Linked DNA regions of Zea mays: region 2 is linked to region 1. A link is a contact called in public Hi-C data. All regions are on one chromosome and are shown on one strand. The core of a region is the stretch at or near the end of the contact, and the rest is flanking DNA. Distances in the headings are between cores, read along the strand shown.

Evidence for each region. Hi-C and Micro-C count contacts between places; a contact is called where the count stands out from the background.
Region 2: a contact with region 1 is called in a Hi-C map of leaf, with 5 times the contacts expected there. The contact joins the promoter of LOC100276896 here to the promoter of LOC100278542 in region 1. A contact is called at or near these places in 5 of 25 Hi-C or Micro-C datasets (bundle sheath, ear, leaf and 1 more).

What each region holds. Positions count from the first base shown.
Region 1 is chr3:198,969,541-198,974,549 of Zm-B73-REFERENCE-NAM-5.0, forward strand. LOC100278542 reads left to right here and starts at 1,574. Exons shown (of 9, transcript NM_001151782.1): 1 at 1,574-1,937; 2 at 2,024-2,092; 3 at 2,193-2,246; 4 at 2,342-2,411; 5 at 2,506-2,583; 6 at 2,695-2,943; 7 at 3,057-3,102; 8 at 3,201-3,279; 9 at 3,374-3,602. The coding sequence starts at 1,611. The coding sequence ends at 3,466.
Region 2 is chr3:199,129,998-199,135,009 of Zm-B73-REFERENCE-NAM-5.0, forward strand. LOC100276896 reads left to right here and starts at 3,280. Exons shown (of 4, transcript NM_001150595.2): 1 at 3,280-3,460; 2 at 4,375-4,447; 3 at 4,530-4,585; 4 at 4,679-5,012. The coding sequence starts at 3,405. The coding sequence ends at 4,799. It overlaps LOC100383102 (putative xyloglucan glycosyltransferase 12), which reads left to right. Exons shown (of 5, transcript NM_001175773.2): 2 at 555-863; 3 at 953-1,243; 4 at 1,342-1,455; 5 at 1,590-2,463. The coding sequence ends at 2,210.

The sequences.
Region 1 (5,009 bases), core at 324-2,823:
ACGCACCGCCTTTATGGTGCGCGGAGACGGCAGCCTCGATGACATTGGTGCAGGTGGAACACGCCATGCCGGTGATGCACACGTGCGACTCCATCTCCTCATCGTACGAGTCGAGCAGCGCGACGTCCTCCATCTCGTCGTCGCGCTCGCTCGCGGGCTAGTGTCGCCCGCTGGCCTAGATCCGCCTCCTCGTACGCGAAATTCGAGCGAGGATCTAGCAACATGAGTGGGAGCATGTTAATCCAAGATAAAGAAAAATCAAACTTCTTTTTTATACAAACCGGAGAGCACGAGGGTGTAGGGGCACGTAGCTCGAGGTCGACATGGGAGGTGGCGCCATGTTCGTCCTCGGGTGGCCGCAACCACCATAATGTCTCGTCATCACCGTCGGTCGTGATCATCTGAGGCTGAAGAAGAGACCTCAACATTCTTCTTCGTCTTCCCCTTATTTGCCTTCTTCACGGTGGGGGTTGTCTCCTCGGAGCTGGTGATGCTCCTCTCCTCCTCGCTAGAGGACGCGACCAACAGAGCAAAAGAGGCGATTCCTTCGCTTTGTTCTTTTTTCCTTATTCTCTTTCTTCTTGGTCAAAGAAACCCCCTCATCTGCCTCCACGACGACGTCGGGCTTGAGCTGTTTGCGTTTGGTATTCTTGGAGGCAGAGTCATCGACGACCATGGGCTCGACGGTAGCGGCGAGGGTGAGACCGCGGGAGATACCACAAGTAACTGCGTGTGGCTGCTGCTAGTGGCGTGGCGTTGGGGGTGGGGGAGTGGACAGGACGTGGTGAATAGGAACGGAGTCGCTCACTTCTGGGAAACAGTCAAGCAGGCAGAGTGAGGGAGCGAGCAGCAAGCACCGAGGATTCGTTGGGTCGGGGTTGATGCGACGGGACGAAGAGATGAGGACGTGCACGTTGGTCTAATGGCCTGTGCCCACCAACACGGGGAGATGTGCGCTGCGGAGGATAGGTCCTCTGTTCCATCGTTCGCACGGTGTCTGTGGTGGCCGATGGACAGTTCTAAAATCTCAAAGCCTGCCACGTGTCAACGTGCAGCTAAACCTTTTCTCCGTGAAACCCTCCGGTGCGAACAAATGAGGTCAAGTTTTAAGAACTCTGATTTTGTCAATCTTAAAATTGGCTGACTTATAAAATAACATGTGTGCATTTGTTTGGTAGTGAGTAAACAAAAAACAACTTTTTCACGATGTCGCCGCACTGATCCACCACGAATTGAGAAATCGCGTGGCCCGCGAAGAACAAACACGTCACACATGAAGCGTCTGCTTCAAAGGATCTGAGTGGATGGGTGGAAACGGCTTCATTGCACACCGTTCAGCACTGAAATTTATGAATCGGAGTCGGAGAGGAGCACCGAACACTCGGCCGTCGCCTCGTCGACCCGGTCACCAAAGGTGGCACGCAAAAAAGCCCAAGGACAACTCTCTCTGTACGTGCGTCGCGAAGTATTCAAATGCACGCAAAGCAGCCCCGCCACTCGTCGCGCCCCCACAGCAGTCCACGGCCCGAGCTCTCCCGATGATAAACCGCGGCTCCCAGCTTCGGATCTCGCTACCCGCACACCCACCATCAGCACGCTCCCGGACTCTGATGGCGCTGAGCCCCACGCCCACGGCCGTTGCTGCACCGCCGCCGGAGCCGGGCCCCGAGCCCGCGCCGTCCGCTGAGCTGCCGCTGCCGGACGCCATCGCGGCCGCGCTGCCGCCGGACCCGTACGAGCAGCTGGAGGTGGCGCGCAAGATCACGGCCGTGGCCGTGGCGTCCCGGGCCTCGCGCCTCGAGCTGGAGGCCGCGCGGCTACGGCAGAGGCTGGCCGACAGGGACCGCCTCGCCGCCGAGCTCGCCGACAGGGCCGCCAAGCTCGAGCAGGCGCTCCGCGACGCCGACGCGCGGCTCCGCAGCGCACTCGACGACAACGTGAGGTTTCATTCTCCATCTCGCGCTCTCTGCCTGCTTACTGATGAGCCGGTTGATTTCGGTTGCGATTCTGTGCGTCGGCGAAGGCCAAGCTGGCCAAGGAGCGGGACTCGCTCGCGCAGACGTCCAAGAAGCTGGCCAGGGACCTCGCCAAGGTGATGTGATCGAGATCAGTACGTGCACCTCAGCCGTGACTGTAAGCTCACATTAGTTCTTCCTTCTTTTTCTTTTCTGTTTCTTTTAACTGACATGCAGCTGGAAACCTTCAAGCGGCACCTGATGCAGTCGCTGGGCGATGATAATTCCCAAGTGAGTTGATGATCCTCCTCCTGCCTGCGTTTCCTTCTCCGTTGGTTTATATCCTCAAGAAGAGCACTCGTGTTCTGTTTCGTGCCCCTCAACAGACTCATCATCAGGAAACAGTAGACATAAGAACCTACGAGCAATCGGTGGCAAAAGCGAATTCCTGGAAAGGTACTGTGTCCCTTGCTGCCATGCACAACGTCTCGTCGTCTCACTCTCACCACTCTGTTCATACGATCTGATACGGCCCTTTCCCTTTCTGAAGACGGGCTAGAGAAGAACAGCCATCCTGTATCCTCTCTATCCGACGAGTCCGTCGAAGCCGACAGCGTAAATCAGGAAGGTAGTATGATCAGTGACCAAGACACGCATCTCCATAATTTTTGCAAGTGTTTATCGACTGATGCTCCTTGGCCCTGTGTCCTGCACGCTTGCTTTGCTTCGAGCTGAGCAGTGACGACGAGGCCATTTGAGCAGAAACTGACCATCACGCACATCACTCCACGCCTCACCTCGGATCCTGCGCCGAAGCTGAGAACCGCCGCGACATCCCCGAGAAGGTACTCCACGGCGGTGTCGCCCAAACTGGCGTCCGGCGCCACCTCGCCGCGATTGGAGGGCCACATGGCGATGTCGCCATGGCTACCCTCGAGCAAGATGTCCTCTGCAGCCAACTCGCCACCTCGTGGACAGTCTATCTCAGGTGGTGCTTTGTGAGGCATCTTGTCAGCATTCAGATAGATCCTTTGCAAAATAATAATAAATAAATAAATAAATAAATAAATCCTGACATTTTCTCGACGGACTCTGAATCAGGACGCGGTACAAGAGTAGATGGCAAGGAGTTCTTTCGTCAAGCAAGGTATGGTTATCCCCCACGCTTGCCTGAACCCTGATATATGCAGACCTGCGTCCATTTCTTCATAGAAAAGTAGCTTAACTTGGTACTCGCATCCCCAGACACCGCCTGTCATACGAACAATTTGCGGCTTTTCTTTCCAATATCAAGGAGCTCAACGCCCATAGGCAATCTCGAGAGGTGGGAAGCTTTGACCGAGCTTCAATCTTCAAAAGACCTGTTCACAGCTTCAGGCACCGAATCGTTGATATTCGCGTATACTGTTGCGATGCAGGAGACCCTGAGGAAGGCGGACGAGATCTTCGGTGCAGAAAACATGGACCTCTTCAGGTCGTTCCAAGGGCTGCTTAGCCGCAGCCTATCGTAGTAAAAAGGAAAAGAAGCTTGCCCATTCTATCAATTACTACTCCTTGTTGCGGTTGTTCATGATTCATATGGACAGGGCCGACAGCAGGTATACGCTTTGTGTATAATAAATAAAAAAACGACGTGGACCGTACTAAGACGTGTGCCAGTATAAGGCTGTCCATCTAAATTTCATCCTTTAAAGAAATATTTTTTTTGACCTTTACAGTATAATTTAAAAAAATTTATTCTCGATATCTTGACCATTTCCAGCAATATTCTCTAAATTTCGTCATTTATATTTTATCCTTATTTTTTTCCCAACCATCATATTTTTCTACTTGGGTCGTCAGCATATTTTTTTTCGCTTGTGCAATCCGCTAGAATTTATTCTATTCGTTACTCTATTCATTATCATTAATGTGCTACGTGATGGCAATAAACAAAGGTGGCAGGCGGAGCGGAGGAAAGAGTAGAGGACACTCCACATTTGGAGGACGGCAGGTGCGTCTGCTATTGTAGCGGACCGTTTACCGCAGTCTGCTGGAGAGAAAAAAGACTCGTCATTCGCTAAATATAGAGTACATGAGCGTATATTGAAGAGAGTCTTAGACTTTGTTCAACGGTGCTGTCGGGGATCATAACTAGGGGTACCCTCAAGGCTCCTAATTCTCAGCTGCTAACCCCCATCAGCATAAAGCTACAAAGGTCTGATGGGTGCGATTAAGTCAGGGATCAGTCCATTCGAGGGACTCGATCACGCCTCGCCCGAGCCTAGCCTCGGACAAGGGCAACCGACCCCGGAGGATCTCCGCCTCGCCCGAGGCCCCCCTCCAGCGGCGAACATATTTCCGGCTCGCCCGAGGCTCTGTCTTCGCCAAGAAGCAACCCTGACCAAATCGCCGCACCGACCGACCAAATCGCAGGAGCATTTAATGCAAAGGTGGCATGACACCTTTATCCTGACGCGCGCCCCTCAACCGACAGAGCCGAAGTGACCGCCGTCACTTCGCCGCTCCACTGACCGGTCTGACAGAAAGACAGCGCCGCCTGCGCCGCTCCGACTGCGGTGCCACTTGACAGAGTGAGGCTGACAGGCGGTCAGGCCCGGCCGCAGGCACCATAGGAAGCTCCGCTTCGGCCGACCCAGGGCTCGGACTCGGGCTAAGCCCCAGAAGACGGCGAACTCCGCTCCGCCCGACCCAGGGCTCGGACTCGGGCTAAGCCCCGGAAGACGGCGAACTTCGCTCCACCCGACCCAGGGCTCGGACTCGGGCTAAGCCCCGGAAGACGGCGAACTCCGCTCCGCCCGACCCAGGGCTCGGACTTGGGCTCAGCCCCAGAAGTCGACGAATTCCGCTCCGCCCGACCTAGGGCTCGGACTTGGGCTCAGCCCCAGAAGACGACGTACTCCACCTCGCCCGACCTAGGGGCTCGGACTCGACCTCGGCCACGGAAGACGGACTCAACCTCGACCTCGGAGGAGCCTCCACATCGCCCAACCTAGGGCGCGGGCCGGCCACATCAACGGGAGGCGCCATCATTACCCTACTCCAAGCTGACTC
Region 2 (5,012 bases), core at 2,030-4,529, 160 kb after region 1:
ACAACTCCCGAAAGCACCAGTACATGGTTACTACTATAGTTGCTACCGACATTTTGGTGAGGTTTTTCTTCTCAAAGTTCGTTAAAAACTCGATTCTGAAATTGGAATCTGTGGTCATTGGTCAAAGGAAAATAAAGTCTGTTTTGGGTTGGGGGACGGGATTCTAGAATACACTCCTGTCTCTCTTGTTTCGCACCTTGGCCTCCCAAAACACATTTAGACCTTGTTCGTTTCTCTAAGAATACACCATGAATCGTTCTAGGTGATCAAAATTTATATAAACGAGGGAAACAATCCAAGCTAGGAACGGTTCCGAGTCACCGGAAAACCGAATGGCCCCTTAGGAAGTTGGAGGAATAGAAAATTCTCAAATTTTGTCTTTTGCAAAAGAGGACTAATGGACATTGAACTGATCGTAGGCTTGGAGGAGGAAACCGCTGAAACCAATGGTTGTTATGTTAGCATGTTTTTACATCTTACTAAATTACTACTTCAGAAAAGTCTAAGATTACATTTTTTTAACAATCTTGAAGCGGGGATTTATATGGTTGCAGGTGTACCAGCAATCTATTGGTGCTGTTTGCGGTCTGGACTGGCCAAGGCCAAACTTCTTGGTGCAGGTGCTAGACGATTCTGATGACGCTGCCACTTCAACACTTATTAAAGAGGAGGTGGAGAAGTGGCAACGGGAAGGCGTTCGCATATTGTACCGACACCGGTTAATTCGTGATGGCTACAAGGCTGGAAATCTCAAGTCAGCCATGAACTGCAGCTATGTAAAGGATTATGAGTTTGTTGTTATCTTTGATGCTGATTTTCAACCCCAGCCAGACTTCCTGAAGCGAACTGTGCCCCATTTCAAGGTTTGGCGGACATCTTTTGCTTGCATTTTCATCTAAGGATGAGTCCATGTGAATTCAATTGTCTGACTCATTGTGCGAGAGGTTTCTAGGGCAATGAGGACGTTGGGTTAGTTCAGGCAAGGTGGTCTTTTGTGAACAAGGATGAGAACTTGCTAACTAGGCTGCAAAACATAAACCTTTGCTTCCACTTTGAGGTGGAGCAGCAGGTTAATGGGATCTTCCTCAATTTCTTTGGATTCAATGGAACGGCAGGAGTGTGGAGAATAAAGGCACTCGAGGATTCAGGTGGATGGATGGAGAGGACAACAGTGGAGGACATGGATATTGCTGTCCGAGCACACCTCAAGGGTTGGAAGTTTCTGTTCCTTAACGATGTTGAGGTACTTACACATATATAACATTTTACTTTATGGTTATATTATATTGTGTTAAGACTTGTGATTACAAATGAAGCTGTGTTGCATGATTATTCTTTCAGTGCCAGTGTGAATTGCCGGAGTCATATGAGGCATATCGAAAGCAGCAACACCGATGGCATTCTGGTCCCATGCAGTTATTTAGACTCTGCTTTGTGGATATTATCAAGTCGAAGGTGTGGACCTTTCCTTGCTCTCTATGATTATATGCTCAACAATAAGTTAACATGTTTGCTTTTCGGAAAATTTTGAACCTTTTTTTATGCTGGGGCTAACCGCTAACCTTTCATTCCTTTTTTTTTTGCTGCAGATCGGATTCTGGAAGAAGTTCAACCTCATATTTCTTTTCTTTCTCCTCCGCAAGCTCATTCTGCCCTTCTATTCCTTCACCCTTTTCTGCATCATCCTTCCCATGACGATGTTTATTCCCGAAGCCGAGCTCCCTGCCTGGGTCGTGTGCTACATCCCGGCGACCATGTCCCTGCTGAACATCCTCCCAGCCCCGAAATCGTTCCCGTTTATCGTGCCCTATCTCCTGTTCGAGAACACCATGTCGGTAACCAAGTTCAACGCCATGGTCTCCGGCCTGTTCCAGCTCGGGAGCGCCCACGAGTGGGTCGTCACCAAGAAATCAGGCCGTTCTTCCGAGGGCGATCTCGTCGTCGAGAAGCAGCCTAGACAGCAAAGGGCAGGGTCCGCATCCAACCTTGGTTCCCTTGCAAAGGAGCCTTCCTCCAGTCTCAGAAAGGACTCCCAAAGGAAGAAACACAATAGGATATACAGGAAGGAGCTGGCGCTCTCCTTCCTTCTCTTAACAGCAGCTGCTCGGAGCCTGATATCGGTGCAAGGAATACACTTCTACTTCCTTCTGTTCCAAGGGGTATCGTTTTTGGTCGTTGGGCTCGATCTGATCGGCGAGCAAGTTGAGTGACGGGAATACAAGGGAGAGTAATGGCGGTATTTGTTTTTGCTGCGAGCGGTGGCAATGCGAACAGGGAGCACTTCAGGTAAAGGCAGGCACGGTATATGATTCAACGCAAACACGAGAAGATTTGGTTCCGGATTAAGAGGGGTTATAGATGGTTAGGGATACTTGAAACGGTGTACTGTGGATTGTAGATATATGGCTTGAGACTGTGGACTGGGGTCTGATTCTTTTGTAAGAAAATCTTTCAGTGGGGTCATTTTGCTTTCTTGACAGTTTACCTTCAAAGGGGGATACTGTTTGGGATCCATGTAATTTGGCCAGTTAGTACGAATGCATACTGAATGATACTTGTTCGTTTCTTGAATTCTAACATGTGGATAAAGGATTGCGCTAAGGGGAACCCAGAAAAAGGGAAGAAGATGTTCTGCATGAGTGCATCAGTAGAATGCCTACGGGCTCTGTTTGTGAATGCAAGAGCGCAAGTATGAGCGACTACTGCTATTGCCGTCAAAGCAGTTGACGATCGGTGAATCGGTGATGGTGGGGTGAAGCTAACGAGGAGGAAGATGAGTTTGACCCCGACGATAGAAGTGGTTGGCGATAGCATTTAATTTGTCGCTAAGACCATGTCCAATAATTCACATTCAAAACACTGTCAGTGTAGAATTTGTTAGTGTAGAATTGCACAGTTTGTTCATAAAGTGGAGTTTAAATATATGTATGAAGATGAGAATGAATAAACTATTAGAGATAAAATAGCCTAACGGACAACATCCCGTTTTCAAAATAAATCGTAAAAATAAAATCAGAGGAGAGGTTATCTCGATCGATTCCGCTTTCGTTTTCAATCTCTACTCGGTCCTCACCTCGTGTATGCTGTATGGTACTTGCTACCTACTGCCATGCTGGGCTCGTCCAGGAGAGTTGAGAGTTAAGCCCGTCGACAGCATTATCGACTAAGTGGCCCTACATGGGCCCAGATCACATGCGGCTCACGAACGGTAATCTTCCAGCCCACTTGTCCAGCAGTGATGGTGGAGAGAGACAGGGTATCAGGGGAACTGGGGAAGGGGTTTAGGAACAACCCATCTCCATTCACCAACGGCGCCTCCAACTCCGAGCGCCGCCTCTGCCTCGAAAACTCTTACTCGCGGAGCTGCAGCCAGGGGGGCGACCGGTGTGTGAACCGCTGCCGCTATGGCTGCTGCTTCCGTTCCGCCAACATCTTCATCCGGCGGCTGGGACTTCACCTGGTGAGTCTTCCCTCCCTGCCCGTCTTCCAGTCTCCCTGCCTTCTATCCCTGGCCGGCAGTGTGCGGATGCAGTCAGATTTGCGTACTGTTTAGGTACGTAGCTTCCTTGCTCAGCTAATTTGCTGTTACGATTCCTTTGTGCACTGCGAATGCTGTTGACGGCTGTGCCCTGCCCTGTGCGAGGCTGCACCGCCATGCTTGTTTCATGTTCGACGGATTTCCTTGGAGAGAAACTAACGGTTATTGTTAGGCAGAAAATGGCAGTGTATAAACGAATGTCTAGACCACCTAAGTTCGGACTCTCTTTAGGGGCCGTTTGGATTCCTTTATTTTGGAGGAATTAGGATCTACTTAATAGAGTAGGCTATTTAGCTTGGAATTTTGACATTCCACCACTTTCTAAAATCTAGATATAAGTTTATCTCAAATTGATAGGATGAAGCGTGGAAATTGATTTATTAATGTATCACCAGACTATGTTTCCACTCTATAATTGTTAGTCAAAGATTTAAAAGGTTAGACTTCTTAAAATACACGCATGCCTTAATCAATGGGATGAAGGTACATAGGAAAACCGTGTATTTTCATGAATGATTGTTGGGGAAAAACCGACTGAACCTGTGGGAATTGGTAGCATGTAGATGTAGCTTGGCAAGTCCATCCTTATTATGATTTCCAGGGAGGGGTAACTCGATATCAGTGTCCATAGCTTTGCTTGGTTCCCCGATTGACCTCGACACCGTGCTCTGATGATAATTTGAGATGATATTTTCCTGATGGGTCAAAGAAAAAGAAAAACGCAACGACTTGATACATGTTACCACTACTTCCCTACCGTGTAGGAGTATTTTGCTTCTGCTGTGAATGATTTCTGGGTAGAACTCACAGCGCACCACTGACATATCGTTTGGCAGTAACCTTGAAGTCGATTATGGGTCTGAAGAAAATGCATCCATAGTCTACAGAACGTTAGCAGTTGACAAGGAGGTAAAGTAGCCGTATTCTACTGGCACTTTGTGAACTCGTCCAGTTTTCATCTTGCCGACAGCTTTGCAACTTTATATTGCAGTTGCAGCCTGACAAGGTGAAGAGGGAGATGACTCTATCAGGCAGCAAGCTGGCCGTGTTAGTATATCCGTTCTGTCATCTCTAACTGTTTTTCTGCGCGTTCCCGTGTCAAGGCTAAAGACTGAAGTCCATCTTATTTTGCGAATTCAGCCACTTCGCAGCCGTGGAGGCCCGCTTCCTGCGAGCATCGTTCAGCTCATTTGTGGATCTTATGGGACTCGTGACGAAGCTCGTCGAAGAATATGGTGTGGCCAATGCAGGGCATTCTTGAATCTTGATGAACAATCTCATACACGGCATTGCGGAGTTGATTTTAGTTCGCCTGTGAGCAATTTGGAGTTTTGGACAGTCTTTACCAGTGGAACTGCTCTTGATCTGTGTCAAGCTAGTGTAGTATTTGCCCTTGATTGGTCAAATCCTATTCGGAACGGTTAATTCTTTTCGGCAATGCCGTTGTGAAATGTATAGATGATGAATAGGTAAA